Regions from separate parts of the Danio rerio genome. Here region 2 is linked to region 1. Evidence: chromatin contacts called from public Hi-C data. All regions are on one chromosome and are shown on one strand. Each heading gives the region's core, a stretch centred on a gene start, on an enhancer-like site or on the middle of the called end of the contact. The rest is flanking DNA. Distances are from core to core; before and after follow the strand shown. Region 1 overlaps egf (epidermal growth factor). Region 2 holds the start of asb5a (ankyrin repeat and SOCS box containing 5a).

Region 1 (5,866 bases), core at 2,695-5,194:
AGTGTGTAAAGTCTCTGCCCTCTTTTGGAAAGCAGCTCATTTGCATTTAAAGGGCCACACACAAAAACTCCTACATAGGGGTAAACTTGACAAGCTGTAATAAATGACCAGTGGTATATTTTAAACTGAAACTTTATCGGAGACCTCAGAGATTTATTTAAAATCTTATGAAAAAGGGCTTAAATGTTTCCTTTGAGGAAAAATGCTAGCAAGAGACAGGCTCCATTGTTTGTGGTGTAATTTTGCAGTGAGGCAGAGGCAGACTGCGCAGCGCGATAGGATAATGAGGTGACATCAGTAATAAGGAACATATTTAGTCAGCAGCTTTGCCTGGCTAAGCAGGTCAAGAGCAAAGCAACAGCGAGATTAACCCTCACTACAGTTCTCACACCTGCAGACACTTACACATACACACGCAATCAAGCTTGTCGTCATGTTTTCTGACTGTCAAAATGATTCGTGATGGGGAAATAACTAAAAAAGGAAGACAGATAATGATAAAATAAATTAAGCAATAACTTTGTATTTATTTTTTGATATTAATGAATAATGGATAAATAAACACAGTACATGGACAATTAATTTAAGTCTATTTATTTTTCAATTTATTTCCAGATTCCATAATTTATCAAAAAACTAATTTTTACCAGTAAAACATCGAAGAACGCTCTTAAAAATACATTATTGTTACTACAAGAAGTGCATATTGCAGTAATATGTGATACAATGAATGCTTTACTTGTTCATTTTCATTTAGATTAATCTCTGATTTATCAGAGGTCGACACAGCGGAATGAACTTCCAACTATTCCAGCATATGTTTTAGGCAGTGGATGCGCTCCACCCACAACCCAGTACAGGGAAACAGGCACACATGCTCGCATTCACACACACACACTCATACATATTTAGTTCAATCAATTTACTTATAGCGCAGGTTTCCTCCGGGTGCTCCGGTTTTCCCCCACAAAGACATGCGGTACAGGTGAATTGGGTAGGCTAAATTGTCCGTAGTGTATGAATGTGTGTGTGAATATGTGTGTGGATGTTTCCCAGAGATGGGTTGCGGCTGGAAGGGTAAAAACTGTAAAAAAAAAAAAAAAAAGTAAAAACTTGCTGTATAAGTTGGCGGTTCATTCTGCTGTGGCGACTCCGGATTAACAAAGGGACTAAGCCGACAAGAAAATGAATGAATGAATGAGTAGGTAGTGCTGTTCTACAGGATGCATCAATGTCAGGGCGAGGCAGTGGCGCAGTAGATAGTGCTGTCGCCTCACAGCAAGAAGGTCGCTGGTTCAAACCTCGGGTCAGTTGGCGTTTCTGTGTGGAGTTTGCATGTTCTCCCTGCGTTCGCATGAATTTCCTCCGGATGCTTTGGTTTCCCCCACGGTCCAAAGAGATGCGGTAGAGGAATTGGATTAGGATAAATTGTCCGTAGTGAATGAGTGTGTGTGGATGGATGTTTCCCAGAGATGGGTTGCGGCTGGAAGGGCATCCGCTGTGTAAAAACCTGCTGGATAAGTTGGTGGATTAATAAAGGGAATAAGCCGAAAAGAAAATGAATGAATGAATGCATCAATGTCGTTCTGCAGGTTTATCGGAGACATTCATAAATTTTCCTAGCAAATCTAACAAATGTTGGAGACATATTCATTACATAAATGTACTAAATCGCACTTCAGCAGTGTTTATTTGAGAGCGCACAAGAAAATCTGCGCTTGAGCATGCAAGAAGTTTTGTCCACAGAAAGAGGAAATTGGTGTGCAAGCACAGAGATTTGCATATTACATGAATGCATTCCTGACTTGTAACACTGCGCTCAAGACATTTGTCATTGAAATAACGCCATAGCTAGTTGGAAAATCTGTGTAAAAGGCACATCACAGCTTGAAAAAATGAAACACTGTAGCTTAAAATTAGCAAATAGTTGTTGAAACTAAAACGTTTTTATCTTTACTTTGGGTGTACCTTTTTAAGAACTACCTAATTAACTAATTAGATTTTACAATCTTTATTTTCTACATTACAGAAATCATGGGTTGCTTTGTAATTAGTGTCACCAGTGTGTATTACATAAACTTAACCCAGCACTTATTGTTCATGCATGCACATATGCACATATACCATACAAGACACTGAATGTGATTCACAGCCCAGCTATACCTACAGCAGTTATCTTTGTTCAAAAGCAAAGCAAATGCCACCAACATTGCTCAGTGTCTTTCAGATGAACATATAAATACAGGTGAAGTCAGTATTATTAGCCTCCCTGAATTATTAGAGCCCCTATTTATTTTTCCCCAATATCTGTTTAACAGAGAGAAGGTTTCTACAACACATTTCTAAACATAATAGTTTTAAAAACTCATTTCTAAAAACTGATTTATTTTACCTTTGCCATGATGACAGTAAATAATATTTTACTAGATATTTTTCATGACACTTCTATACAGATAAAGTGACATTTAAAGGCTTAACTAGGTTAATTCGGTTAACTAGGCAGGTTGGGGTAATTAGGCAAGTTATTTTATATCGATGGTTTGTTTTGTAGACTATCAAAAAAAAATAGCTTAAAGGGGCTAATAATTTTGTCTTTAAAATAGTGTTAAAAAATAATAACTGCTTTTGTTCTAGCCGAAATAAAACAAGACCTTCTCCAGAAGAAAAAATATTATCAGACATACTGTAAAAAATGTCTTTGCCCTGTTAAACATAATTTGGGAAATATTTAAACAATTAAAAAAAATCAAAGGGGGCTAATAATTCTGACTTCAACTGTATGTACTGCATTCTTTCCTCTCAATAACATAATTAAATGACAGCAATGAAAAAACGGCAGTTAAGAAAGCATCTAATCACAGTGATTTGGACATATTTGCACAAGCTCTGTAATTTACCAGCATCATTTCAACAGATGAGGTTATTAAAATTACACTTATAGGAGTTTTATTCTAAAATATTTTATTTAAGACTCAGAACAGATCTGGCTATATGAGGATATAGTTCAATAACTGAACACTTTTGTATGACACTTTGACTGTACAGACCACTGAAATTTTGGTAATGTGACAACCCTACTTTCACATACAGTACACAATGGTGTTTCTGCATTATGCTAAACTAATTTGTTTCTTGTGTCTTATATAATTGAAGAGAGGTTTTTAAGATCATGTGTAAATGTCAGACACATTTGATGTTCCTGGCAAAAACATACTCCATTAGTCCTTCCCATAAAATCAGTGTACAGCCTTTTCATAGGTAACATGGGAATGTTGAAGAAGGTCTAATTCTCTAAGTTTCATTACATTTATTTCTTATATTTCTAATAATAATGCAAATAATGCACAAAAATCTAAATGTACAATGTAAATGTACACAACAAAAATAATTCTTTTAAGATGGTTTCGAGAGCGAAATGTGATGTAATCCTAACTAATGCTTCACTCCAGGACCCCTTGTGCACTTTCACCTCTGCGGGTGGGATTATGGTCCTGACATCATAACGGGATTGTAGAGAGTGTCCCGTTAAGAAGGTTGAGTCCCACCATATGGCTACCTCAAACTCAATCATCAGCACTGGTGATGGAAGGGTTCACATTTCAGCATAAAAACACGTATTTTTTTGGAGGTGTCTGGATTTAGGTCTATATTCATATCTTCTTTATGTAGTGTAACTAATTTGATGCGAATCAAAGCACTATCATTGTTGTTATCAATCTGAGTAAACCTGTTGTAGACAGTCTTAATTGATTTCAGTGCTAGTGTTTTGTAAATATAGGATGATTGGATTTGGGATTATTGGGTGTCAGAATAAGGACTGTCTAACAGGCACATGGCCACGACAAAGAGGTGTTCATGGAAAAACTGAGGTGACTATTGATCATGTGAGGACAGGGCGTTTGGAAATGAAAGATTGAGGCCGTTGGCTTGAGTCTTTAGACCTGTTTGCGTTATCTGGTCATCCGGCATCAGGCTGTTCAGCCAGCATTTCACAATCTCCTGAAATGACCATACCATCCTGTTAATGCTTGGTTTAAGGAGGATACTGACCCTGAACGTCGTCAGCAAAAACAGACATGTTGTTAAATTGTCATTGAGATACTGTTAAAGACTTTCATACAGTGCTACTAATTCACAAGCATACAATATTTTATATTGCAAGAAAATAAATACAGTCAAGCCCAAATTGATTCATACTACAACTGATGAAATTTAATAAAGCATGAAATACTAAATATTAAATGTTAAGTAAATCCTCTCTTAACCATCTTTAATTTCCTCATTGTTGTATTAATTTTTGACATTTTCACAACATAATAGTTATGGAGTATAAATTCTATATACTTTATTGTAATTAAATTAAATTAAAGTAAATAATATTTTTTTCATGTATTTTAATTAATTTTATTTTTTATTTATTTTATTTTATTATCTAAATTTATTTTATTTTATATTATTATTTATTTTATTTTAATTTATTATTTAATGTATTTTAATTAATTTTATTTCAATTTATTATTTAATCTATTTAATTTATTATATTTTATTATTTAATTTAATTTAATTTAATTTAATTTAGTTTAGTTTAGTTTAGTTTAGTTTAATTTAATTTAAATAAATGTAAGTCAGTGGTTACAGGTTTTCAACATTTTTCTAATTAACTTATTTTGGGTTTAACAGAAGAATGAAAATAATAGTAAATAATGTAAATAATTTAATAATAGTAAATAATAACATAATTTCTATTTTTGGATTCAATATAACTTTTAGTAAATATTGTTTTGTTTAAACTTTTAAATTATAAAATACAGCAAAAATGCTTTAGGGGGTATCAAAAAAAGGAAATAAACTACAACATAATACATTTTGGTGAGTTTGTTTGTGTCAGAACAAATGGCCTGTCTTAACTTTTATCTGCATGTGTCTACAGAGAACAAGCCTTGTGTGGGGAAAGCTGTGGATTGTGATCATGCATGTGTTCACACAGCACAAGGAAATATGTGTGTGTGTCCTGAAGGATCTCTACTCAATCCTGATGGCCAATCTTGTACAGGTGTGTTTTTTTCTTCTTTATAAAATATGCTGCAATCCACATACTGTACTGTGACATGACAGTTTCCTTAACATCATCTGTGTGTTTCAGGCTGTTTGTCTGCAGATCGTGGCGGCTGCAGTCAGATGTGTGTGACTTTATATCCAGGCCGGTGGGTTTGTGAATGCCATCCTGGATACCAAATACAGCCTGATGGAAAACACTGCGCTGCCACTGGTGAGTCCTAGTCTTACAAACTTACTATCAGAGATCTTGATTTTTTTATGACCGTGTCCGATTGCAGATTTTTTACAAGCAAATTGTTGAATACTGTTTTAAATGTTTTATATAGCTTAAAATGAGTATATGAACAAAACAAAACAAAACTTTATGTTTGGCTGAACTTTCAGCAGTGAGTACATACATTAGTTTTAAGCTTAAACTAGATAGTACACTTTCATAGTAATGCAAAGTCTTGATGATCTAACTTTACCTTTGTGAAATTATGCCATAGGGCTGCACAATATATCGTTTCAGCATTGATATCGCAATGTAAACATCTGCAATAGTCACATTGCAAGCATGTGCAATGTTGATTTAATATGTTGGAATTATAGTTGAGCAAGAACCACAGTTCAGAACACATGAGATTTGTGGAGTTTAACCACAAAAGAGTGAAAGTGTATTATCTCTCTGTGTTTTAAGGCCTGTGACTGTAAACATTCAGGCACAAGAAAGTCTAAAGAATTCAAGTATAAGAAATTGTACAGTTTATACCTTTAAATGAAGAGTTATTTTACTGAATTATTTATACAATAAAAACCTTATATGATT
Region 2 (5,576 bases), core at 2,620-5,119, 110 kb before region 1:
GATTGCGCTTTATGACATGGTGTGTTATCCTGCTGGACACAGCCATCAGAAGATGGCCCAAAGTGTGCCAAGAAAATATCCCTGACACCATTACACTACCACCACCTGAAGGATGGATCCATGATTTCACATTGTTGATGCCAAATTCTGACCCTACCATCTAAATGTTGCAGCAGTAATTGAGACTCATCAGACCAGACCAACACATTTCCAATCTTCTATTGTCCAATTTTGGTAAGCCTGTGTGAATTATAGCCTCAGTTTCCTGTTCTTAGCTGACAGGAGTGGCAACCGGTGTGGTCTTCTGCTGCTGTAGCTAATCCGCCTCAAGGTTAGATGTGTTGTGCATTAAGAGATGCTCTTCAGCATATCTTGGTTGTAACGAGTGGCTACAGACAGTATTGAAGTTACTGTTGCCTTTCCAGTATGGCCCTTCTCCTTTGACATCAACAAAGGATTTGCATGCCCATAACTTTTTCAGAGCATTCTCTGTAAACCCTAGAGATGGTTGTGTGTGAAAATCCCAGTAGATCAGCAGTTTTTGAAATACTTAGACCAGCCCGCCTGACACAAACAACCATGCCACGTTAAAAGTCACTTAAAACACCTTTCTTCCCCATTCTGATGCTAGGTTTGAACAGCAGCAGATCGTCTTGACCATGCCTACATGCATTGAATTGCTGTCATGTGATTGGCTGATTAGAAATTTGCGTTTACGAGCAGTTGTACCTAATAAAGTGGCCGGTGAGTGTATTTACATACGCTTTCATTAGATTAATATTCATAGTGCTATATTTAATTTTCCTCATTTCTATACTGTTACCCTTTATATGCCTTTTTTACAATCAGCCCTGTATTGCCAATCATAACATGATTTTCATGACTTTGGTGTCTTTCAGATTTAAACAGGGCTCTGGGAAGCAAGCCAAAAAAACGAAAATCACTCTCCCTGATGGAGAAACTCCGTTAGACCATGACAATCAACAAATCACGACATAAAATGATAATTTTTAAACACACAGCAGAGATGAACTAATGTGTGTTTTCTACTCACCTCAGAGCTCTGACTCCAAAATACATGAAGAGCTCTTTCCCCAGAGTCTCCACACCTGTGAACTCACCGCCCTTAAAACTCTGGAAAGAGCTTCTGCTGCCGTCATCTGACTGAAAGAAAGAAAACACGTAACATCCAGATGCATATCATTGATCTGTATCATCAGCTTAGCTACGTTACCATGCTCTAAACTTACTGTTGTTTTGGTTTCGTTTCCTTGTATGTGTAAAACTTTCTGTCTCTTTTGAACTCTTGCACGAATCTTCTCTCCGTTCAAAGTGCATCCTGGACCTTCGACCATCACGACCTGCTGTAGTTAAGTGTCTTTACAAGCAAACTAAAAAGCAAAATATAATCTGATATTAAAAAGATCGCTAGCATCCCAAAACCCAACGAGAAGTGAGCAGTCGCTGAGCTGAGCCCGCCAGATCAGTAATTTAAATCTGCGCAAATACGCATGCGCCAATGACTCGTAACTGCAGACGTCATGACGTAAAAAAATGACATTTCTGAAACTTGTTGTTTACATGCTTTTTAAAAACAATATAGTATTACTAGGAGAACCGTTACTAATCCAGAATCAGTTAATACCTATATTTGGTGAAATGTGTTTGTTATAAAGAAAAATAAAAACTATAAATTAAGAGCAGCTGTTCCTTGAAAATACTCTTTACCCCTCCTGCTCTCACATTGTAACAGTATTTTTGATCATTTAAATAGGGAAAGTATATGGTCCATATAGCAAAAGTGTTTCCTTATAAGTAAGGATACTCATTTTTAAAATGATTATCACCATTTTAACGTGGCCTCTATATGAGCTCATTTGTCCCATCTTTGACAGCATGCCTTCATAAATTGTGAAAATAACCAATGGAAGAAGGCTTTAAGAAGAATAACCAACAAAATAACCAATAAAAGCAGACATTTATTTTTTAAATTGACAAATTCTGATTGAGGAAATAAGCTGGCCAGTTTTTATAGGCTACAGTTTTTAATTTAAAACAAGTTTTAACAGATTGAAGTATTCAAGTATTAACAGATTGCTAATTTTTATTTTTTGTATTTTTTTGCAAATTTTTTAATTTTTTTATTAGATTTGCTTATTTTTTATTGTTTTTGTTAGTTTTTTTTATGATGGATTATAATAAATTAGCATTTAAAAAATAAGTATTTTTTCTTTTTTTTTAGATTTCTAAAATTCTAATCTTATTATATTATATTTGAAACTGTAATGACTTATAGTTTAAATGCACATTTGTAAAGAAACATGCAATTTTGTAAACAAAAAGATGGTATGATAAACACTTTGACAAAAATGTAGGAAGTCAAAAGCGGTAATGATAACCATTCAACAAAATACTCCAGCACAAATTAGGGCCTAAAATGTAACTGAAATGCAGTATTTTAACCTCATAAATTGAGGCAAATAAATACAAAAACGTCCACTTTTTGAGAAAAAAGAACCACCCCTTTTAACAGGCTGGCTATGGGCCTGAATATGTATAGGAAATCTAATAAATCTCTAAAAAGTCTTATTTTGCCCTCTTCTCTTTCAGTTTCTTCATCTATTTTGTGTCTATCCTCTGATCAGTTAACCTACTGACATTTCTTTGTTTTTTGTTTGATTTCTGTTATTTTTTCCTCTTATTTTTTTCATCTTTTTCATTCTTTATTGACACCATTGTAAATAATGTAATGATTATTATTGTAAATGATGTGTACCAAATGTATCTTTCTGTTATACAATAAATGTAAAAAAAAAAATAAATAAATGAAACTTGTCATACGATGTTTCATCTCTCTGTTCTTGTAGATGTTTTGGCAATACAATTTTCATGTTAGAAATGAACTTCACCCTGAATGCACAGTATGTAATTTATCATCTGATGTACTGAAACTGATTGTCTTACTGTAAAATATAAAAGCTTTTTTCATTGTAAATTTGTACAAACTTAGTACAAGAATATGCATCTCACTTAATTATTAACAATTCATTCATTTTCTTTTCGGCTTAGTCCCTATATTAATCTGGGTTGCCACAGCAGAATGAACCACCAACTTATCCAGCAAATGTTTTAGGCAGAATATGCACTTCCAGCTGCAATTTGTCTCTGGGAAACATTCATACACACTCATTACGGAAAATTTAGCTTACCCTATTCACCTGTACTGCGTGTCTTTGGACTGTGGGGGAAACCAGAGCACATGGAGGAAATCCACACGAATGCAAGGAGAACATGCAAACTCCACACAGAAACGCCAACTGACCACACCGAGGCTCGAACCAGCGACCTTCTTGCTGTGAGGCGACAGCACTATACTGTGCCACTATGTCGCCAAGTAAATAAGTTGTACTTTTTAAATGTATTGCACCTTCTTGTACTAGAAGCACATATGACATCATAATCCTATTTATATTTGTGTCCCAAATTCAAAGTAAAAATTTCAGTTAAGTGTTCTTAGGAGCTTACCTTTTATAGACCTTTTATGTTCAGAAGAAAATGTATATGATACAACTGAATGTATAGAGCTGTATTACATTGTTGTTTTACTTTCAACCCAAATATTAAACATTGGACATGTTATTTTTTGCATTAGAAATTTTGTATATAAACTTATTTAATATTCTTTATACTACACAACCAACAAAATCACAGCATTTACGTGATATCTCTGAATTCACACAGACTTTCTTATTCCCCAAATATCTCCTTTTGATATCCAAATCCTGAGCTGCAGTAAGGACCCAAGTGCATTGGGGGTGCTGTTGTGGGTGACATAAGATACACCAGCGCTCACTGCTAATCCTGCCACAAAACACAGCCATGACAGAGTCCACAGAGGAGTACAGGCCATTCGCAGCACAGCTGTCCAATGTTTACCTCACCATCCTGTCGCTCTTCTGCTTCAAACTTTTCGTTAGAATTACACTTAATCTCCTCACACATTTCTACATCATCAAAGGCAACCGCAAGGAGGCTGCCCGGATTTCAGCTGAGTTCTATGACAATGGTCAAGGGCACGGTAAGTAGAGCATGTGTGCACTTACATCACTGCCCAACACTCGCACAGCAGGAGTGTGGATTTAATGTTCAGTTGCCAATGTTTGGGCCTGTTTGCATGGATATACAGCTATCAAAAGAATTGGGAGACCGCTTGACAATTATCTGGATTTACTGGCTTGGTTAGGTGTGAGTTTTAATAAAATGTTAATGCTTGTTCTACAAAGGTCTGATAGTGTTTATTTAGTAAAGTAAAACAAAAATAGATTTAAAGGGCACCTATTTTACCCTTTTTCCAAGATTTAAGATAAGTCTTTTGTGTCTCCAAAAAACAAAACCCCCGTCAGATTATTTGTTATACCTCTCAGAATATTGGAATGTTTTACTCTGAATACATTGTTTTTGTTGCCTGTGCCTTTAATTCTCCCTTCCCACCATTCCCACGCGCCTGTCAGAGTGTACCAATCAGATCAGCTGCATCAGATAAACAGCACAGTGACAGACATGAAGAAAGCAGATCTCACTTATTGTTTGTGAGAAATACCACAGTAAGAACTTTCCCAATGATTATTTGATGTATTTGTTGTGGAGTTAATTCAAGCCTTTCTGCAACGATGAGTCACACACAATTTCATTACAAAGTTTGTGCAAACACACACACACACATACACACACACACACACAGTGCGTGCATAACTTTTGCATGGCAAATGTGACAGAATACACATTAATATCCACTGCTGTATGGATATTTATGTTAATATACAAAATTAACCTTATTTATCGTCCACAAACTGGATTTGAAGCATTTTCTTTTAAAATTGTTCTGACATGCGGCTGTGGTGATAAAGAAAACATGCTAAAATTGCTATAATTCATTACAGACATGCACTATTTTAAAAATGTTTTTAAACTTAGCTGAACAGCTGAACAGATCTTTTTTAATCCCAGTTGCTTTGTGCACATACTGTCTTACTGATATGATTATACGTGTTACTACAGAGACATGTCGATACGTGGCTGTCAATCAATTGCGGTGGGCCTCAAAATGGTAAGGATTTATTGTATTATATATTGTATTTATTTGGTAGAATAACTCTGATTTACAATCACAACAAATTAAAGTATTTGTTATTCTGACTAACTGACATTTGCCAAAAAAGACAATATTTATATCTGAAATTTGGAGGAAGCATTACCACATCTTCATACAACAAAATAAATAGTAACATTTTCCATGGAAAAAAATGTTCCCATGCCATAATATATCCAATAAATTGACAAATGACTTTGTTTCTGAAAATAAAGGCTCGAAATGGCAATATTTTTATATAAAATTTGAAAGAAACATTATCACACCTTCATACAACAAAAAATATTAACATTTTCCTCAAACCAACATAAAAAATCCAATAAATCCAGAGAAACAGAAATATTCAAGTGGCCTCTTCATTTCCCCCATAGCTGTATACTGTATATGGAGCATGGGGAATGCTATTACTGCACAATGGTTTTCCTGC

Evidence for each region. Hi-C and Micro-C count contacts between places; a contact is called where the count stands out from the background.
Region 2: a Hi-C map of an unstated tissue shows a contact between it and region 1, with 4 times the contacts expected there. The contact joins the promoter of asb5a here to the enhancer-like site in region 1. A contact is called at or near these places in 2 of 18 Hi-C or Micro-C datasets (caudal fin and an unstated tissue).

The regions. Positions count from the first base shown.
Region 1 is chr14:40,923,224-40,929,089 of GRCz12tu, reverse strand. egf (epidermal growth factor) reads left to right here. Exons shown (of 24, transcript NM_001365528.1): 8 at 4,931-5,053; 9 at 5,144-5,269. Among named protein-coding and RNA genes, the nearest start is that of egf, 18 kb to the left of the region's middle. Within about 2 kb of position 3,944, at least 3 of the 62 cell types and tissues checked have an H3K27ac peak or open chromatin away from gene starts, as enhancers often do.
Region 2 is chr14:41,034,803-41,040,378 of GRCz12tu, reverse strand. asb5a (ankyrin repeat and SOCS box containing 5a) reads left to right here and starts at 3,869. Exons shown (of 6, transcript NM_001017746.2): 1 at 3,869-4,078. The coding sequence starts at 3,880. It overlaps neil3 (nei-like DNA glycosylase 3), which reads right to left and starts at 1,457. Exons shown (of 10, transcript NM_001007335.1): 1 at 1,251-1,457; 2 at 1,055-1,164. The coding sequence starts at 1,355.